2 separate regions of the Sus scrofa genome follow, and region 2 is linked to region 1. The links are chromatin contacts, called in public HiChIP or PLAC-seq maps. All regions are on one chromosome and are shown on one strand. Each heading gives the region's core, a stretch centred on a gene start, on an enhancer-like site or on the middle of the called end of the contact. The rest is flanking DNA. Distances are from core to core; before and after follow the strand shown. Region 1 overlaps NOL4L (nucleolar protein 4-like). Region 2 overlaps COMMD7 (COMM domain-containing protein 7).

What was found. HiChIP or PLAC-seq counts read pairs in DNA pulled down with a chosen protein or histone mark.
Region 2: an H3K27ac HiChIP or PLAC-seq map of alveolar macrophages shows a contact between it and region 1. The contact joins two enhancer-like sites. A contact is called at or near these places in 3 of 47 Hi-C or Micro-C datasets (adipose tissue, epiblast stem cells and liver) and 1 of 2 datasets of contacts at active chromatin or transcription factors (alveolar macrophages).

The regions. Positions count from the first base shown.
Region 1 is chr17:36,122,689-36,129,497 of Sscrofa11.1, forward strand. All of the region lies in intron 4 of NOL4L (nucleolar protein 4-like), which reads right to left. Among named protein-coding and RNA genes, the nearest start is that of NOL4L, 75 kb to the right of the region's middle. Within about 2 kb of position 4,588, at least 6 of the 83 cell types and tissues checked have an H3K27ac peak or open chromatin away from gene starts, as enhancers often do. A contact at or near this core is called in alveolar macrophages, where this site is marked.
Region 2 is chr17:36,252,904-36,259,241 of Sscrofa11.1, forward strand. COMMD7 (COMM domain-containing protein 7) reads right to left here. Exons shown (of 7, transcript XM_021077441.1): 7 at 3,340-3,574. The coding sequence ends at 3,545. Among named protein-coding and RNA genes, the nearest start is that of NOL4L, 55 kb to the left of the region's middle. Within about 2 kb of position 1,723, at least 5 of the 83 cell types and tissues checked have an H3K27ac peak or open chromatin away from gene starts, as enhancers often do. A contact at or near this core is called in alveolar macrophages, where this site is marked.

The DNA of each region.
Region 1 (6,809 bases), core at 3,338-5,837:
TACAGCCGTCTCTGAACCCAGGCTGCCCTGGCAAAACAGCCATGATGCTCATTTTCTTGGAGTATTTGGAAACTGCAGCCAGTTTCTTGAAAGCACTTGAGGATTCTCAATGATGTATATCCCTCACGAAAATAATGGCCCCTAACAAAGATGTTTGTCAGCGGGGTTTTGTCCTCTCGAAAAAGAGGTTTCCCAGAAAACTTCCCCTCTCAAGTTCGGAAAGGCCCTGTTTGCCTGTTGCTGTCCTTCGGAGGATGGTGCCACTGGGCTGTCAAGGTTCACAGCCCTCAGATTCCAACACAAGATCATGATGCTCCTGGATCACAATCCACCCCGTTTTGGGGTGATAGAAAGGCCTGTGGTCAAAGGGCCTCAGCTTAGCATTTTATGTGGTCAGATCAACGATGCCTCCAGAGTGTCTTTCCCTCACCAAGAAGGGTGTACACAATTTTTTAGGCAGGAAACATTTTTCTTTTTCCAAATAACTCTTTTTTTCAAGCCAAGAAAACTTTTAAAAAGAAGGATGACAAGGAAGGGAACAACTCCTGCTGGATAGTAAGACGTAGTAGTTTATGAGACGTATTAGATATTAAGACATATTACTCTTAAAACAGTGTGGAGCTGTTACATGACTAGACAAAGAAACCAAAGGACTGAATAGAAGTAGATTCTGTTTCAGATAGTAATTTGGTAAATTATAAAGGTGGCATCCCAAATCGATGGGAAGAAAACAGACTCTTTTTTGTTTTGCTGTTTTAGGGCCGCACCCGAGGCATTTATGGAGGTTCCCAGGCTAAGGGTCAAATCAGACCTATAGATGCTGGCCTACGCCACAGCCACAGCAATGCCAGATCCAAGCTGTGTCTGCGACCTACACTTCAGCTCACGGCAATGCCAGATCCTTAACCCACTGAGCGAGGCCAGGGATCGAACCCGAAACCTCATGATTCCTAGTCCGATTCCTTTCCACTGTGCCACGAAGGGAACTCCTAGATTCTTTAATAAATAATGTTGAGGAGTTCCCGTCGTGGCGCAGTGGTTAACGAATCGGACTAGGAACCATGAGGTTGCGGGTTCGATCCCTGCCCTTGCTCAGTGGGTGAAGAATCTGGGGTTGCCGTGAGCTGTGGTGTAGGTCACAGACGCGGCTCGGATCCCACGTTGCTGTGGCTCTGGCGAGGCTGGCGGCTACAGCTCTGATTAGACCCCTAGCCTGGGAACCTCCATATGCCGTGGGAGCGGCCCAACAAATGGCAAAAGACAAAAAATAAATAAATAAATAAATAAATGGTGTTGACCCAAAGGGAGCCATATCTCATCTAAAAATGTATCAGGAAAAGCTCCAAATGGATCAAAGATTAAATGGGAAAAATGAAAATGTAGATTCTTTTTTTTTGTGCTCTGTCAGCTGAGAGGGTCTAAAAGAAAGGACATCCCAGTAGCAATAAGCACACTTAGTATACAGATCTTGGTTTTTAATATGATCCTACAATAAAAAAAAAAATCAGAGCTCCTTGGAGATATGGCTGATTTTAGGACTGGGGAAGAAAATACAAAAAGATGAGCCTGTCACATCTTGCAGTACCAGAAAGTAAAGGAATGCTAAAATGATACAACATCCTGCAAAAACGCATCGATGAGGGTATATCAAAAGAGCCCAGGAGCCAAATGAAAGTGTTCCCAGGGGCCAAAGCTGGAAGAGTTTGAGCATCAGAATAAAGCACGACTGAACTGTAGCCCAAAGTATAGAATAAATAAGTAGCCATATAGATAAATGATTGAATGAGTGAATAAATTTATAAATGAGGAAGGAGAGACAAATCTCCTATGCAAAAGAATTCCAAACAGTGTATGTGGGTACTCGGCCCTCAGGGAGGGAGAAGATAACCCCCGCTCCTCAGGTGTGGGCTGCGCACCGCGACTTCCTTCCCGAGTGAACAGCGTAGAGTGGGGGTGCGGGTAAAAGGACTCGACCATCAGGAGGCCTGACAAATACTGTCTCAGCCAGGTGTGACCAAGGCGACACCAACAGTCATGAATCACCGTGACAGTATATACCCGTCATAGGATGTGGTAAAAATGGCACTGTGTCTGTGGCCTTCCTCCTAATAACCCCAAACCCCGGTTTTATATTGGGGAAAACATCAGATAAATTCCAAAATTCTATACAATACTTGACTTTTGAAACTGCCAAGGTCATCAGAGCCAAGGAGAGGCTGAGAAACTGTCACAGCCAAGAAGAGCCTAAGGAGATGTGACAAGTAAATTAATACTGTATCCGAGATAGGACTGCAGAACAGAGAAAGGACATTAGGTAAAAACTAAGGAAATCTAGTTAACAATGATGTATCAGTACTGGTTCATAAATGGTAACAAATGTATCACACTAAAGTAAGAGAGTAATAACAGGGGGAACTCTGCGCGCAGGGGACAGCGTGGGAATTCTGTACTATCTTCTCAGTTTTTCTGTAAGTCTAAAACTGTTCCAAAAATACTCTTTAAAAAATGAAAACATGAAAATACTAAAAGAGAACATGAACGCAGAGTGGAGTTAGCCTCTTTAAGACTCAAATACAGAAGCTATTAAAGAAAAAAAATACATTTGAGCATATAAAAATAAAAATAACAAAATACATATACCGTAAGTGAGATCAAAAGATAGAGGGCAGGAGCTCCGGCTTTGGCACAATGGGATCGGTGGTGTCTTGGAAGCTGCTGGGATATGGGTTCGATTCCTGGCCCGGCATGGTGGGTTGGAGAGCTGGCATTGCCACAGCTACAGCTTAGGTTGTGACTGGGGCTCTGATCTGCTCTCTGGCCAGGGAGCTCCATATGCCACGGGGTGGCCAAAAATGCCCCTCCGCCAAAAAGATAGAGGGCTAAGGTTGAAAAAAAAGGAGCAATGGCTAACTCTGGGGAATCAAAAGCAAGAAAATGTACTCACAGGATGCTAACTGGCTTAACTATGAATAACCTCTACAGTCACAATAATATAAATATAATAACTTATCTAAATAAGAAGGTATAGATAATATTGAGAGATGGAGAAATAATACATGTGTTTGTGAGAGGGTGTAATAGTGTAAACACTTATCTCCTACAGCAAGAAATTAAACAACAACCAAAATAGCCCAAATTGAAAAATCAAGAACTAGCAGTGTCAGCACGTGTTATTTAGAAATAGGAGATAAATACCAGAAGAGATAGCCAAATGATAAGAAAGAAAGGAGGCTGCCTCTGAAGGGTAGAAACTGAAGTGGGGAGCTGGGGCAGGATCTGCTGGTCTTCTATACGATTTTTAAATATGTACTGTATTGCTAAAAATAAAAATGAATACAAATAAACAAAAAAGATGAACACTTGAGAAGCTGTTTCTGAGGGTTAGCTGCCCTGGGGTTGTGGGGGGAGGGTCTGAGGAGCACAGAGCAGAACCTGAGAGCAGCTACCCCACCTGCACATCTTCTCACAGCAGCAATGTGCCAAGGATCATTCTTTGCCTGGAGAAACCGAAACAGCAGCTGTGGTCAAGGTCAGTATTTCAGTGGCTTTTTGTTTTTCTTGCTGCAGCACAAACCTTCTGCAGTGCCAGGCATTTTACTGAAATGGGGAAGGGTTTGTGCTACAGCTTCTCAGAGCTTGAAAATGGGGCCAGTGGCATTTCAGGCCTTTCTTGGGTTCTCATGGAGGCAAGCTGGGGCCCCCAGGCTTGGCTACATAAAAGTAAGAGGCAGGCTGATGCCAGAGGCCTATGGGGGGTGTCTAAGAGGAGGGAGGCAAGAAATGGAACCAGAAAAGGAAGATAGCAGTGGACCAGGAGGGCCAGGAGTTGGAAAGAAGGGAAGGAGCTGGGAACAGAGAAAGTAGCCCCAGCATACCTTGGTGGGTGAGCCCAGTGGGGAGAGGAGAAAAGGGACTAAAATCCAGGCAGCAAAGGCAGAAGACCCCACATTTTCACCAGTTCACAGAATCCACACCTTAATAGCACTTCATGTGCATTTCCAGAAAGCAGACACTGATGCTCAAAGTATGGAGATACCGCTCTAGAGAAGTGGCTACAGCAAGACAGTAGCAAAAAATTATAAAGGTTAAGAGACCGATGATGGGGAAGATACTGAGGGCTGTGAAAGAAAGATGCTGCCTCTCACAGTGAAGCCCAAGGTATTCTTTATGTTCATAGGACCTATTGCCCTCCTCAACCTCTCCCCCACAGCAGATCTTGGAGGTCAAGAGGCCTCAACCTCCCCAAGGGCAGACCTCCAAAGTCAAGAGGCTCCAAAATCTAACTGGGAACTGTGCCTTTGAAAAACATAAAGTACCTCCCTGTGCCTTATTTCTTTTTGCCTTGAACATGCTTACTTTGCTCTTGTTTGACGTGAAGAGCACTGCCCTCTCTTTCTTGTGTTTTCATCTTCTTCTTTCGTCATTAAAAAAAAAAAAAATCTTTTGTAAATACCAAATGGGTTTTACTATTAAAAAAAAAAACCTCATCTGGAGTTCCCACTGTGGTGCAATGGATTGGTGGCATCTTGGGAGCACTGGGTCACAGGTTCGACCCTCAGCCTGAAACAGTAGATTAAGGATCCGGCATTGCCTCAGCTGTAGCTTAGGTCGTGAGTGTGACTCAGATCTGATCCCTGGCCTGGGAGCTCCATGTGCTGCAGTGCGGCCAAAAATGAAAAAATAAAAAACAAAAACAAAAATAAAAAATACCTCATCTGAGTCTTTCTGACTCTTTGTAGTGGAATTTAACCCATTTACATGTATTGTGGTTTTCTAGAGTGTGATCTTGTTTCTGCTAGGTTACCTATGTTTTCTATTTATTATATCTCTTTCTGGCTGCTTCTTTTTTATTCCTTTATTTAATTACTCTTGCTGGGCTGATCAAATTTTCTTTGGCTCTTTTATTTTTTCTAGTCATTTAGACACTCTACATTCTATTTCTAGTCCATGATGATTATTGTTTAACTTTCAAGAAACACATCAGAACCTCTGCTTCCTTAAGAGACCATTAAAGATTACACATATTGTGAGCCACAGCCACGGACATGGCAAAATTTCCATTCTGCTGTTTCTCCTCTGAGCTCACACCGTGCCTGGGCTGATGTCAAGCTCTTAAGGCCAGGTGTCAGAGTCAAAACTCACAGGTTCTCCACAGCTGAAAGTCCTGTGAGTCAGGCACTGTTTAGGTAAGTGACAGGCTCTCACGGTAACCGGTGAACTATGCTTCTTCTTTCAGTCTGCCTATTTTCTTGGGGTCCTTCTGAGCAGGAAGGAGGTTGAGAACGTCCACAAGAAAAGGAAGCCACAAAGAGGGGTAAGGACTCAGAGAGAGAAGGAGCAGATCCCTGTTTGAATCCCTCCATGGCCCACAACCTGGTCCAAAAGATTAAAAAGTGAACGTGGCTAGCCCCAAAGTGGAAACAACCCAAATATCCATCAAAGGATGAGTGGATAAACAAAATGTGGTCTAGCCATACAATGGAATATGATCCAGCCATAAACAGGAATGAAGTTTTGACACATGCTGCAACATGGATGAACCTTGGAAACACGCTAAGTGAAATCAGGCAGACACAGAAGGTCAAACAGGATGTGATTCTACTTATATGAGGTATCTAGACAGTCAAATTTATAGAGATGGAAAGCAAAACAGCGCTCACTAGGCACTGGGGGTGGGGAGACCGAGGGATTATTGCTTAATGGTTACAGAGTTTCTATTTGGGGTGATGAAAAAATTTTGGAAATAGTGGTAATGATTGCACAACACTGTGAATGTACTTAATCCACTGAATGATACACTTAAAGTGGCTAAAATGCCACGTTTTACACATATTTTTCCATAATTGAGAAAAAAAGTGAATGTGAAGAGCTTTTCAGAGTGGGCTTGTTTCCTTCTCCACTAAGGAAGATGGAAGCCTGAGAAAGTCCCACGCTTGGAATGTGCTCATTTCCTGCCCAGATCCTCGCCTGGCTCCCAGCACTGACTGAAGAAAGGGCTTTTCCGTGCGTGCGTGTGTGGCCTTACTTCCAAGAGGCATAGGCTCTGAGTCCCCTATTCCACCTCCTCCTTCTCTTCCTTTCCCCAAACTGGCTCCGGCCTTCTCCAGTTCAGGCCCTCCCAGGGCTATTACCCCTCAGCGTCTCTCACCTGGGCCCTCTTTGCTGGTCCGAATCTCATTTTATTTATTTTTTATTTTTTAATTTGTTGTATTTATTAATTGGCTGCACCCGTGGCATATGGAAGTTTTTCCGAGCCAGGGATGGAACCTGTGCCCCCACAGAGACCTGAGCAGCGGCAGAGACAACTAGGGATCTTTAATCCGCTGTGCCACAGTGGGAACTCCTCAAACCTCATTTTAAAATAAGCGAACATAAACCAGCTATAATGGAAAAAAATAAAAATCATTACATTAAAAAAATAATAATAAAAAAATAAAATAAGCGAGTGTCCCCTGAGCCACCTGGCAGGTCCCTGGTCCCTTCCTGTTTCTATTTTCTGTCCACGGTTGCATTCTTGTCCCCTCTACTTAGAAGAGCTCCTTGAAAGTAACTGTGCTGTCTTATTCATCTTTGTGGCCCTGGTCTCCTGTACAAGGTCGTTCACTGTGTCTATTAAACCGAAGTTGCAGAGTAACATTGCTGTCAATAGTAGCAGAAGTCACTGAGGCTTCCTTTGTTGCTCCTACGGTGTCCAGCACTGAGCCTGCTTTGGGTCATTTCCCTCAGAATAACTCTACGAGGTAGGAGTGCTGTTATTACTCTCAAGTAACATGCGTGAAAGGGAGCACAGAGAGGTGAAGCAATTTGCC
Region 2 (6,338 bases), core at 473-2,972, 130 kb after region 1:
GATGTTTACAATGTATTATTAAATGAAAAAGCAGCACATAGGGCAACAGAGTATAATTTGGGAGAGTATCATTAAAACATAACAGTGGTTGTCTCTAGGTGATAGGATTATGGACCTTAACTTTTTTTTTTTCTTTTTTCTTAGGCTTATGTGTATTTCCCAATTTTTTACAGCAGCTTTATGGAGATACAATTCACAATAGCATACAGTTTACTCATTTAGTGCCCAACTCAATGGCTCTTAGCATCATCACAGAGTCGTGCAACCATCACCACTGTGTTCTAATAGTGTCATCATCCCTTCCCCTCAAACCCTACCCATCAGCAGGGACCCCCACCCCCCGACTTCCTCCAACCCCCTCCCTAGACTTGCCTGTTCTAGACAATTCACACAAATGCATCCACGCACTATGTGGTCATCATGACCGGCTTCTTTCACTCAGTGTATCTTCAAGGCTCATCCGCGCTGTAGCGTGTCTCATTATGTCATTCCTTTTCACGGTCAAGTCATATTCCATCTTATGTTTATTAGTTCCTCAGTCGAAAAGCACTTAGGCTCTTTCTACCTTTTGGCTATTACAAATAATGCTAGTGATGTTTGTGTAAGTTTTGGGTGTGGACACACCGTTTCACTTCTCTGGGGTAGAGAGCTGGGAGTGGGATTGCCGGGTCATGGGGTAATTCTGTTTAACCTTTGGAGGAACTGCCAGGCGTTTTTCTAACATGACTGCACCGCTAACATTCCCGCCAACGGCAGAGAAGGGCATGGTGTCTCCACATTCTCACCAACCTGTGTTATTCTCTGTCTTTCGGATTCTAGCCACCGTAGCGGGTGTGACAAGGTCGCTCGTGTGGTTTGGGTTGCACGTGCCTGTCCCTGATGGCTGGTGATGTTCATGAAGCGTCTTTCATCTGCTTGTTGGCCATTTATCTTCCTTGCAGAAAGTCTATGTCCTTTGCCCATTAAAAAAAAGTGGGGGGGGGGGGCGTGGGAATTTCCGTTGTGACTCAGGGAGTTAAGAACTCGACTAGTATCCACGAGGATGTTGGCCTCACTCAGTGAGTTAAGGATCTGGCACTGCCGAAAGCTGCCGCACAGGTTGCAGATCCAGCTCGGGTCTGGCATTGCTGTGGCTGTGGTATAGGCTGGCAGCTGCAGCTTTGATTTGATCCCTAGCCTGGGAACTTCCATATGCCACAGGTGTGGCCCTAAAAAAAAAAAAGAAAGAAAGAAAAATGAGACGTGGCGTTCTCTTGTGGTGCAGCGGGTTAAGGATCTGGCGTTGTCACTGCAGCGCTTGGGCTGCTGCTGTGCTGTGGCTTCAGTCCCTGGCCCAGAAACATCTTTGTGCCAAGGGCACAGACAAGAAAAAAAAATTGGGTTGTGTCTTTATTATTAAATTATTGGCAGTAGGATTTGAACCCAGGTCCTGTTCTACCAACAGATCCTGCACTCGCAGGCGTGCACCCTTGCTTCCAAGGTGATCTGGAAGCACCTGAGGTCCTGGCCACCCTTGGGGCAGGTGAGGGCCAGCAAGCTGCCTGCAGAAGTGAGCCTGGCGGGGGCCCAGCCCACAAGAGGTGCCCAGTCCGCAGATGGACAGACAGATGAACAACTCTATCTCCAGGAACCAGTGAGCTAAAGGGGAAGAAACAAACCACTCAGAGTGAAAAGTCTGCACCCCAGAAGGAGGAAGCTCCAGGGGCCCTGCTCCAGGAGGTGGAGATAAAGCTCCACGCGGCCAAGCGGCCACCATGGCAACTGCTTCTCACGGAGGCGCTCAGTGCTGGTGACCTATCTGCCTGTTTTTAGGCTACTGACTGTTGGGCCATGTGCGGCTGGGAAGGGGAGGCCCAGGGAGATTATCAGGGAACCCGAGATCATATCTGTCCAGCGTGGGGGCTGAATGGGTCTGCAGGCGTGGCCGCTGGGCAGAGGAGAGTGGGGCCTGATGGGGTGTGGCCCACGGTGGCTCCGCTGCCCTGGCCATGGGAGCCCACTGTTTTGTTACCAAGGGAACTCGTGTCTTGAACATCTAGCTCTGGAGTCCAATGACCTGGCTCCAACCCCAGGCTCACTGTCTCCTGGTTGTGTGTCTGGGCAAGTTACTTCCCCTCTCTGAGCCTGGGTTCCCCTCCGGGGCGCTCTCTACGGATGGTGCTAAACAGGGTGAGATGAAATGAGAGCATAACATGGTCTTAACGTGGCCTCCGGTGGGGCCAGGCTGCTGGCGGCGCAGCTGGGGGCAGTAGGGCACCCACGGCACATCCCCGGGCCCGACTCAGAGCTAGAAGAAGGCCACCCTGGCCATCTGGGAAATAGAAGCCACAGGCTCCCCTGAGAGCTCCTGAGACCAGCCACTTGCAAGAAGCTTCGCCCTCAGACAGGAGCTTCAGTGCACGGCTGCTGAGTGGGCAGCTTCCGGAGACCCCAGAGCGAAGGTGGACCGTGCAGTGGCCATGACAGTAGCCCTTCACTCAGCAACCTGGGTTCAAATCCCAGCAGCACCACTTACTAGATATGAACCTTGGGCTAGGACTTGTCTCTCTGTGCCTTGGTTTACCCTTTGGAAAATGGAGCTGATGACAGCGCTTACTTTATAAAGTGGTTGTCAAGATTAAATGTGTTAAGACAGGGAAAATAAGGATTAAAGTCTTAGCTTTTTAAAAAATTTTTGGCCACACCCACAGCATGTGGAAGTCCCCTGGCCAGGGATTGAACCCATGCCACTACAGCGAAAACACCAGATCCATAGCCCACTGTGCCATAAGAGAACTCCAAGTCTTAGCTTCAAAATAAAGGTGAGGGAAGCTTCTGTTGTGGCTCAGAGGGTTAAGAACCCGACTAATATACATAAGGATGCAAGTTCAATCCCTGGCCTCGCTCAGTAGGTTAAGGATCTGGCGTTGCCGCAAACTGCGGTGTGGGTCATGGATGCAGCTCAGATCCACTGTTGCGGTGGCTGTGGCACAGATTTGCAGCTGCAGCTCTGAGTCGACCCTTAGCCCAGGAACTTACATACGCCACAGGTGCGGCCCTAAAAAAGACAAAAATTTAAACATCTGAAAATTAAAATAAAGGCTAGAGGAGTTCCTGCTGTAGTGCAGTGGGATCGACAGTGGCTCTGCAGCTGCAGGGATGTGGGTTTGATCCCTGGCCTGGCGCAGGGGGTTAAGGATTCAGCATTGCTACAGCTATGGTGTAGGTCACGGCTCTGGCTTGGATTCGATTCCTGGTTCTGGGAACTCTATCTATATGCCTTGGAGTGGCCAAAAAGACAAATAAATAAATAAGTGAATAAATAAGTAAATAAAGAAATAAACAAAACAAAGGCTAGAGCATCTTCCAAATCCTTTTATTTGGACCCTATGTCCCAAGATTCCTCCAGTTGCGTGGTGGAGGGGGAGGTTTTGACTATGGTGGCATTTCCCAAAGTGGCTTCCATAGCCCTCTGAGCTCATGAGATGGTCCAGGACAGCTGAAAGGACACCGTTGTCAGAGAGGCCTAGCTGCTGTGTAGACAAAGCCGCGGCCTCTCAGAATCTCACGATGCACCTGAAAGGCGCTGAGAAACCTTGCAGAGAAGAAACCGTGTCGTCGGATGTTGAAGTCGGTGTTTCCCAACTTTATTTGATTATGTTTCAGGTGGCATTTCCCAAACATATTTGACCAGGAACACCCTTGTGTGCCCCATTATCATTTTAAAATCCTCCCAGAACATCGCTGGTGATCAAGGTCATTTCTAGCTTGTCGTTTCTGCCTCACAGAAAAGACAGAAGGGTTTTTAAAGCTCATTATGCCCGCACAGGAGAAGCCCCTTCCAGTTTTTCCAACACTTTCACACCCGCCCACGGGAAAGCACTAGACCCCTGCCAGTTTCCCTCAGCCCAGGGGCAGGGGGCAGAGAGGACCAGGCCGGAACACCACATACCCGCACCCCACCCCCGCCTGGACCGACGCCCCCAGGACTGGCCCAGCTCCCTTCCACCCCCTGCAGCCACCTCCGGCTCCAGACCAGACGGAACGCCCAGAACACTGTCAGGACAGTAGGCGGTGTCTTCTGGGAGCCTTCTAGAAAAGGAGTTGCCAAAAAGAAGTAGTTGTGGGCTGAGCCAGCCCAGCCTCAGGCGGCAGGGGGTGGGGGGGCGGTGCTGAGGATCTGTCGGTCGTCTCCTGGCACTTGCAGAGGAGGCCCTGTGACGCCGGGTCCCATCAGTAAGGGACGGTGCCACTTTCAAACAGTCTCCCCCACCTCCCTGTAAGTGTTTCAGCAATTCTAACATTTGGCAACCAAAGTACATCCCCGACAGCCGCGTGAACACAGGACAAGTGCCAAAACTCGTCTCCAGGCTGTGGGGTTTGGAAAATGAGTTTAATCAGCTAGTCAGTGGAGGAGAGTGACATTTATTGAGCACCAACTGCATACCGTGCATTGTGTAAGCAGCTCTACCATTATGATGATGAAATCTCAATTCTGATAATAACCCTGTTTTGCAGACAAGGAAACCAAGGCTCGAGGCGGTGAGGTAATATGACCAGGGGCACAGGCGAGCTGGGATTCCAACCCGAGCCTGGTTTTGCCTCCTCAGTTCCGGCATTCCCCCTCCCCACCCCGTGTTGTTCTGGGCAACCTGGCTGAGATCACTGCCAGATGCTCCCAGACTGTTCTGTACCTCAATCCCCAGGCCCCTCTCACTACTAAGCCAGGTCAGCAGTGTGGCTGTGGGCTGGGGGAGGATGGATGCGGGGGACAGGGGCTCCACCCAGCCCCCGCTCCTGGGAAAGCTGCTCATCTGTTTTGCCTGCACAGCTTCATGGAAGGAAGGCCCCACCTGGGCCCTGACATGCCCACCTGGCCACACCTTTCCTCCTGCCTGCCATAGGGAGCACCCACTGGACAGTGAGAAGAGCAGCATAACAAGTGCACCGGAGGAGTTTCTGTTGTGGCTAAGAACCTGATTAGAATCCATGAGGATGGGGGTTTGATCCCTGGCCTCACTCAGTGGTTTAAGGATCCAGTGTTGCCACAAACTGTGGCGTAGGTCGCATTCGAGGCTTGGATCTGGTGTTGGATGTGGCTGTGGCGTAGGGCAGCAGCTGCAGCTCTGATTTGACCCCTAGCCTGGGAACTTCCATATGCCGAGGGTACAGATCTAAAAATAGAAAAAAAAGGAGTTCCCTTTGTGGCTCGGTGGTTAACAAACCTGACTAGGATTGATGAGGATGCAGGTTCGATCCCTGGCCTTGCTCATGGGTTAAGGATCCGGCATTGCCGTGAGCTGTGGTGTAGGTCGCAGACGCAGTTCAGATCCCATTTTGCTGTGGCTGTGGCTGTGGTGTAGGCTGGCAGCTACAGCTCCGATTTGATCCCTAGCCTGGGAATTTTCATATGTCGCAGGCGTGGCCCTAAAAAGCAAAAAAAAAAAAAAAAAAAAAAAAAAAAAAAAATTAAATAAAAAGAGAAAGAAAAAAAAGTGCACCAAAGGCCTCGCCCTCCACTCTCACGCATCCTCAAGCCATCTGAAAGGCAGGCTTCCCTTCCTCTGTTCCTTTTCCCAGACTACAGGGAAGGCAGCAACTGTCCAAGGCCGTGCAGAGGGCAGTGGCGGGCATCGCTCCCGGGTGTGGCTGACTCCGGAGTTGAGGTCCTTTCTCCGGGGACAGTGCAGTGCTCAGGGGTGTGGCTCTGGAGTGAGACTACCAGACTCAAGTCCTGTATCCTCAACCTCCTTGCTGGGTCCCCTGGGGCTGGTTACTCAACTTTTCTGGCCTCCCTTTCTTCATCTATACAATGGTGTCAGAGAGTCCCTGAGTTCAAACCCTGTATTAGCTGTGTGGCCTTGGGTGAGTGACTTAACCTGTGTGTGCCTCAGTTCATTCCAATTTTAAACAGATGTATATGTATATATGTATATTTATATATTTTTTAATTCCCATACCAACCCTTGCCATACACATATATATATTTATATATACTTTAATTCCCATACCAGCCCTTGCCATACATACATATATATTTATATATTTTTTAATTCCCATACCATATATATATATGGCAAGGGTTGGTATGGGAATTAAAAGCAACAACTGTGCATCTAGAGCTTTCTTGCAGGTCTCCACCCCTATGGGGCCTGCTGGATTTTTGCTAGTGGTCAAGACACTATTTCAGAAGGATGCACAAGGAACAGGTCTTCGAGGGCGTCTCTGGGGAGGGAAAGTGGGAGAGGGGGACTTTAACTTGTCTCTACTTGTTGTTTTGTACCTTCAGGATTTTGTATCACACAGGTGTAGTGTGACTATTTCCAAAGCTGATTACAGAACTGTGGTACAAAGACGCT